Regions from separate parts of the Xenopus laevis genome. Here region 2 is linked to region 1. The links are chromatin contacts, called in public Hi-C maps. All regions are on one chromosome and are shown on one strand. Each heading gives the region's core, a stretch centred on a gene start, on an enhancer-like site or on the middle of the called end of the contact. The rest is flanking DNA. Distances are from core to core; before and after follow the strand shown.

What was found. Hi-C and Micro-C count contacts between places; a contact is called where the count stands out from the background.
Region 2: a Hi-C map of the XL177 cell line shows a contact between it and region 1, with 4 times the contacts expected there. The contact joins the enhancer-like site here to the promoter of stard8.L in region 1. A contact is called at or near these places in 2 of 4 Hi-C or Micro-C datasets (the XL177 cell line and the XTC cell line).

The regions. Positions count from the first base shown.
Region 1 is chr8L:31,030,685-31,034,411 of Xenopus_laevis_v10.1, reverse strand. It overlaps stard8.L (stAR-related lipid transfer protein 13), which reads right to left and starts at 2,282. Exons shown (of 16, transcript XM_018241088.2): 1 at 1,900-2,282.
Region 2 is chr8L:31,128,975-31,132,229 of Xenopus_laevis_v10.1, reverse strand. stard8.L (stAR-related lipid transfer protein 13) reads right to left here. Exons shown (of 16, transcript XM_018241088.2): 8 at 1,644-1,817; 9 at 631-790; 10 at 83-281. Among protein-coding and RNA genes, the nearest start is that of LOC121396970, 25 kb to the left of the region's middle. Within about 2 kb of position 1,804, at least 1 of the 7 cell types and tissues checked has an H3K27ac peak or open chromatin away from gene starts, as enhancers often do.

The DNA of each region.
Region 1 (3,727 bases), core at 1,033-3,532:
CTGTGGCTGCATTAGCTCATTCTGTGTGCAGAAAGGGGATCAAACAACTAAAAAAAAAAAGGGGGGGGTGAAATAGAGCACGTCTGGGCAATACAAGAATTAGATCTGCTATTCAAACGATTTCAATACAGTCATCCCACAGGCAAGAGGCATGTGCATTCCCTGGAAATCAAATCTTTAACATCTTTAGTGCTGGAGTGTCTCCTAGATACAAGCTAATTGGAGACTTTAAAAAATGTATTTTAAATGTACAGTTGCCAGTAGAATTTATAACATTAAGGGGTCTGAATTTTAAAGGGGCTGTTCACCTTAGAGTTAATTTTTAGTATGATGTAGAGAGTGATATTCTGAGGCTATTTGCAATTGGTTTTCGTTTTCTATTATTTGTGGTTTTTGAAATATTTAGCTTTTTAGCTAAAAAAAAAAAGCAGCTTGCAATTTCACCAATTCATAGGGTCCAAATTACCCTAGTAACCATGCACTCATTTGAATAAGAGACAGGAAAATTAATAAGAGAGGACCTGAACAGAAAGTGATGAGTAAAAAAATAAATTTGTAGCGTTCACAAGCATTTGTTTTTAGACGGGGTCCGTCATATCCGTTTGAAAGTTGGAAAGAATCAGAAGGTGGCATATCATTCAGAAACTATAAGAAATAAATAATGAAGACCAATTGAAACGTTGCTTAGATTTAGCCATTCTATAACATACTAAAATTTAACTTTAAGATAAACCACCCCTTTAATGTTACAAGGTGAGTTTATTTACGAGACAAATAATTTTTATGCTTGACGCTTTGTAATCCAAATGCCCCACCCCTTATGTTTGCTTGCCAATAGCAAATAAAGGACTTTTTGAAATCTTTATGTCCCCATCCCCTTACACTATATGTAAGCAGTACTGAGCAAGCCTGACCCAATTTAAATACAATATAATATACAGGTATGGGACCTTTTATCCAGAATGCTTGGGAGCTGGGGTTTTCCAGATCTTTCCCTAATTTAGATCTTCATACCTTAAGTCTATTAGAAAATCATGAACATTAAATAAACCTAAAATGCTGGTTTGGTTTTCAATAAGGATTAATTATATCTTAGTTTGGATCAAGTACAAGGTACTGTTTTATTAGTACAGAGAAAAAAGGAAATACTTTTTAAAAATCTGGATTATTTGATTATAATGGAGTCTATAGGAAACAACCTTTCCGTAATTTGGAGCTTTCTGGATAGCGGATTTCCAGATAACAGGTCTCATACCTGTACTAGCAAAAAATCTATTCTTTTGACACAAACCACCCTATTTAAGTGAATAACGGATTTCTCCACTATAAATATAGAATCCATAGCCCAGAGGCCACAGTTGAGCAAAATTCAAAGAAACCTACTGAATGGATGAGCCTTCTACATTTCATGAAATGGTTCCATCACCCATAGGCTAGTGCTGATCTGAGATATCAGGGAAACAGCATACAAAGGCCACTTAAAAATGAAAAGTTTCTTTAAGGAGGTGCAACCCACACCACCACCCTAAGCTCTTGCGGCTCATAGAGTAGCAGTTAAATGCACAGAGCAGCCCGGCTCTGAACAGATTGGAGGTGTCCATAGATATACATATAGATGCTGTATATACACAAACCCAGAGAACTGGAAGTCATCCAGCTGAAATACTGTAGCTCCCATTGTGCTGTTTGCAGACAGAGCCCCAGCAGCAGATCTTTTGTTGCCTTTTCTAACATGGGATACTGGGAGTAGTAGTTCATAACTGCTGGTTTGTCAGGCAGTATGAAGCCACGAAAGCTATGATACATATCACTCAGTATGTGGATCTAATGGCTGCTGAGCTATACCTGTGAATGGAAAAGAATTACTGTAGTCACATACAATTAGATGCAATGACTCACCCTTTCTGTTGGCAGTCTCTCCTGGTATTTTCTTTGTTTCTATTGCCTTAAGCAGCCACTTTGGCTGTCACGGTAGCACCACAGTATAGCCAGATTCTCACTGGGTAAGCTTGGGAGTGCAGCACCCAGACAGCTTGAGAGGGCTTTCTCCCTGGAGAAGAGAGGTGAGAGAGCTGTGCTGACATCATCTTTGCATTCACACCTTTTTGGTGAATGTCTCAAGCAATCGAGAGCTCAACTTTATTTTGTCCCTTCTGCTCTCACCGCTGCTCCAAATACCTCCAGGTCAGTGGGACAGACCAGCCCCAACTTTGTCTTTCATCCCCTCCACAGGGGAGCTACCTGGCTGCTAATGCCAGACACACACACAGTCTGCTGTCTAGTTATGAGAAATCTCCCACACGATACATGGAACCAGAGCATGTTCTAACCTGGAGCTAATACAAATGGACCTGGATTTAAAGGGACACTGACACCTGTAAAAAAAAAAAAAAAAAAAGATTTCTCTCCAACAACAATCTGTATCATTTAATTAATGAATATTCTTATACTTGCTTCAGCGAATGTTAATTGTTTGTTTTACTTTACAGTCACAAGTTGTAGCCGTCTGTATGGCAGAAAAATGAAAATCTGCTTCTTGGGGGTGATACCGTTTAAGTATGCAATTTAGAAATTCTCCCTCGTTATTCATTATAATGCATTAAGAAAGAAAAAGTATTGTGCAGGTTTGTGCAGGTACAGGTATGGGCCTGTTATACAGAATGCTTAGGACCTGGGGTTTTCCAGATAACAGATCTTTCTGTAATTTGGATTTTCATACCGTAAGTCTACTAGAAAATCATGTCAACATTAAATAAACCCAATAGGCATGTTTTGCCTCCAATAATAATGTATTAGAAGGATCAAGGATCCATTATCCGGAAACCCATTATCCAGAAAGCGGAATGGCTGTCTCCCATAGATTCCAATTTATACAAATAATCCAAATTTTAAAAAATTATTCCCTTTTTCTCTGTAATGAATAAAAAGTGCCTTGATTTTCTAGTAGACGAAAGGTATAAAGATCAATATTAAGGAAAGATCCGTTATCCGGAAGACCCTACGTCCCGAGCATTCTGGATAACAGGGCCCATGCCAATGTACTATTTTATTATTGCAGAAAAAAATATACATTTTTTTTAAACTGTATTATTTGATTAAAATGGAATCTATGGGAGATGGTCTTTCTGTAATTTGGAACTTTTTTGCTTCTAATAAGGATACATTATATCTTAGTTGGGATCAAGTACAGGTATGGGACCTGTTATCCAGAATGCTCCGGACCTGGGGCTTTCTGGATAACGGATCTTTTCGTAATTTAGATCTCCATATCTTAAGTCTACTATAAAATCATGTAAATGTTAAATAAACTCAATAGGCTGGTTTTGCTTCCAATAAGGATTAATTATTTCTTAGTTGGAATCAAGTGCAAGGTACTGTTTTATTACAGAGAAAAGGGAAATCGTTTTTTAAAATTTGGATTATTTGGATAAGATGGAGTCTATGGGAGACGGCCTTTCCATAATTCGGAGCTTTCCGGATAATGGGTTTCCAGATAGCGTATCCCATACCTTTACAGGATACAGTTTTATTGTTACAGAGAAAATGGAAATCATTTTTAAACATTTGGAGTATTTGGATAAAATGGAGTCTATGGGAGAGGGTCTTTCCATAATTCAGAGCTTTCTTGATAACAGATCCCATACCTGTAAATGAGGTAGAAGAAAATAAAGAGGCTTGTGTGTGCCAGAAAATATCCAGATACAGAGGGTCCTAAATTATTTTTTTA
Region 2 (3,255 bases), core at 555-3,054, 98 kb before region 1:
TCAGAAATAACGGTAAAAACAGCAGGGCGCTATTGACAGGAAAGGACAACGTTGCAAGTTCCAGTGAGGCCCCCACACTCACACTGATAGATTTGCAGGAATGTGTCGGTCAGTTTGCTAGTGAAGATGGGCTCGGGCAGATCTCTGAAGTACTGCTTCAGCAGGTCAGCCACATCATAGGCAGATTGTCCCACATAACTGACATGGTCCGGAGAGGACTCGTTCATCTGCCGCAGGACCTGGATGCGAGATTTCACCCCGGATTTCCTGAAGATTCCCACCTAAGAGAGAGAAAGGATGTGTCTATTAGGGCGGAAGAGATATAAAAGAGCTGCATGGGTGTGTATAAGGCAGTTAATGTATGAGCCTTGGGTCATGGTCTCTTGTGTCACACCTGCCCATGCCCATGTTCTTCACCTGGGAAACACCTGAGCTCATTCCTCTGGCTAGCCTTGCTACACCTCCTGCCCACAGGAATTTACTGAATAGACCTCTTCAATCTGATAACCAATCACATGAGTGCACCTCGTGCTGACACATCCCACAATTACAGAGCATACAGTATATACCATAAATTGTGTAGAAGTGCCCAAACATGGTGGGAGGAAACACCACGCTCAGTGCAATTACCTGGTCAAGGCACTGGCTGCGAATATAGCGCATTGCCTGCTGGATGCTCTGTGGTAGCGGCTGTCCTGTCCTCTGCACATTGATAATTGGGGGGACACCAAACACAGCTCTACCTCTGTAGTCAGGAACTTTGCTTCTCTTCATGAATTTGGGCACTGTCCTGTTGGCAGTGGGAGAAAACAAGTGTTAACAGATGTGCTTTATGCCTTTAAACCCAGATTTCTCACATGCAAGCAATATAAGGAAGTAAGGTCTATAATAAAGGAAAGGTTGTAATGAAGGATTAACAAAAGTATCCTGGAGGTGTATTTTACAACGGCAAGGGTTTTCCATGGCTGTGGTGAACAAAACCCCTTTTCTGTACAGGCAAGTTTCACTTTCCAAGACACAGCTGTTATTATTTTATATGCAGAGACCCTCAAATCTTTCCAGTATAGTGAATCTGTCAGAAATTATTTTCAAAGACCAAATGATAAAGCAGGCGTAATGCAGAATAAGGGCAACCTAAGTGTATTCAACAGGGCAAGATTATTGAAGGCTCGGAAATGAATGTAATTACATAATTTGGCCAGGAGATGGTGAGCAAGGGCAAGTTATTGCAATACCATCTGAATAGCCCAATGCTAGACACAGAAATGAGCGAGATGCATTGAGCATTGGGAAGTATACATTTTGCCGCCATGGATATGGGTCCCCTGAATTATGTCCCCCTTAGTATGTACAAACGTCCCTTCTCTTAATACATATGAGTGGAAGCTGCCATGTCACTTGTTTTGTATACACGGATGCTCATCTATTTATGTTGTGGTTCCATTTAACTCTATGGAGCCAGAAGCAAAAATTCCATCTCCCAACTATACATCAAAATGCAAATACACAGAGAAGGAAGCTGTGGCACTGCCTAGGACTACTTCCACTGTGGATCACATGAATTCATGCGTGCAATGAAGGCATGGTCTGCTTGTAAATTATGTAAAGGGGAAGTAAATGGAAAATTGTGCTGGCCTACTCACCATGCCCAACCCTGCTTGCTGGGCACCGAGTGCTTCTCCATGATGGCGGTGAGTCTAAGCAGGGAGAGCTTCTGCAGGAGGTTGAGCTGTGCCGCCGACTGCCTGTTAATCTCCAGGGATGCAGAACTGAGGCTTGGCCGGTGTGAGTTCTGAAAGCTATGCCAGCGGAGTTTCCTGCCAGGGAGAGACACACACAGGCTTTCAGATGAAATCACTACATGCCACAACTAATCCACAGCGGGTCGCAGAGCTCGACTCTCAGGGCGGTGGATTTTCAATACAGTTCTAGGAAAAGTGAGCCAAGTGAGTTGTGTTCTACCCCAGGACTCTGAATGGCGCACAAGTGGCTTACGATAAATAGTTGCTCCATAAAGGAGAAGGAAAGGCTAAAATTAAGTAAGCTTTATCAGAAAGGTCTATCTATATCAATACACCAGTATTGCTGAGTAATGCTGCTCTGAGTCCTCTGTCAAAAGAAACACAGCATTTATTTCCTTTTATTGTGTACACATGGGCTTCTGTATCAGACTTCCTGTTTTCAGCTTAAACCTCCAGGGTACAGGCGTGAGCATGCTCAGTTTGCTCCTCTCCTCCCTGCTGTAATCTGAGCCCAGAGCTATGAATGAGCAGGGAGAGACTCAGGCAGGAAATGATGTCACACCAAGCTAATATGGCAGCTGCTATCCTAAAGAAACAGAGAGAGCTTCTAGAGCTGTTTACTCAGGTATGGTAAAGCATTCTGCAGAACAAATATAGTCTAATAACTTGCACTATTGTGGCTAATCTATTGGCAATAAACCGCTTTGGTAGCTTTCCTTCTTCTTTAAACCCAGGGGCCAATATGGATCTTTGGTTTTGCTTTAGGACCAAGGGAAGAATTTTGGCAAGGTTCCAGCAGTTAGCACCTAGAAGAAAGGAGATACCTATATCGGATAGCCGAGGATTATGGTAGCTGAGAAGGCTGCTAGTGCTAGTAGAGTGTCCTGCCTGGATTTGGTTCGGAATCTTGCAAAAAGTGCAAATACCAAACCAAACCCCAAATCATAGATCTTTCTTAGTGGCATTACTAGATGTCACTGGGCCCCAAAGCAAATTCAGTTCAAATTACAACAACATATGCTCATGAAGGGTTTGTTTCCTCTGTAGTTACACCCCTTATCTTTCCCAAAAGAGAGTCTTGTGCACAGGCCATATGGCAGGTGGAGGAGGAGAGATGGAATGCAGCACAACTGGTTCCCACTCCAGCTATGAAAGCTATACACTACACCAGGAACATCCATGCTGAGGCCCTCCAGCTGTCATTCAATCCAGCTGTCAGTTGTATTGACTTATAGTTCATGAAAGAGCTGAATGACTGCAGCATGGATATATGCTATAACAGTCATGTCTCAGCACTATCTATTCAACTAACTTGTGTTTCATAGTCTCTCAGTTACAATTATCAAGTGTCCAATTTAAGGCCCGTACGAACTATCCATTTCATGTAGATGAGATGTAGATGATGTGTCTTTACTATCTAGATTGAACACCAAACACAGCACAGGCACATCTGCTTCTAAACTGTAGCATTCTGAAAACATAAGGTATATCAGACCATCAGCCCACTGGAAAA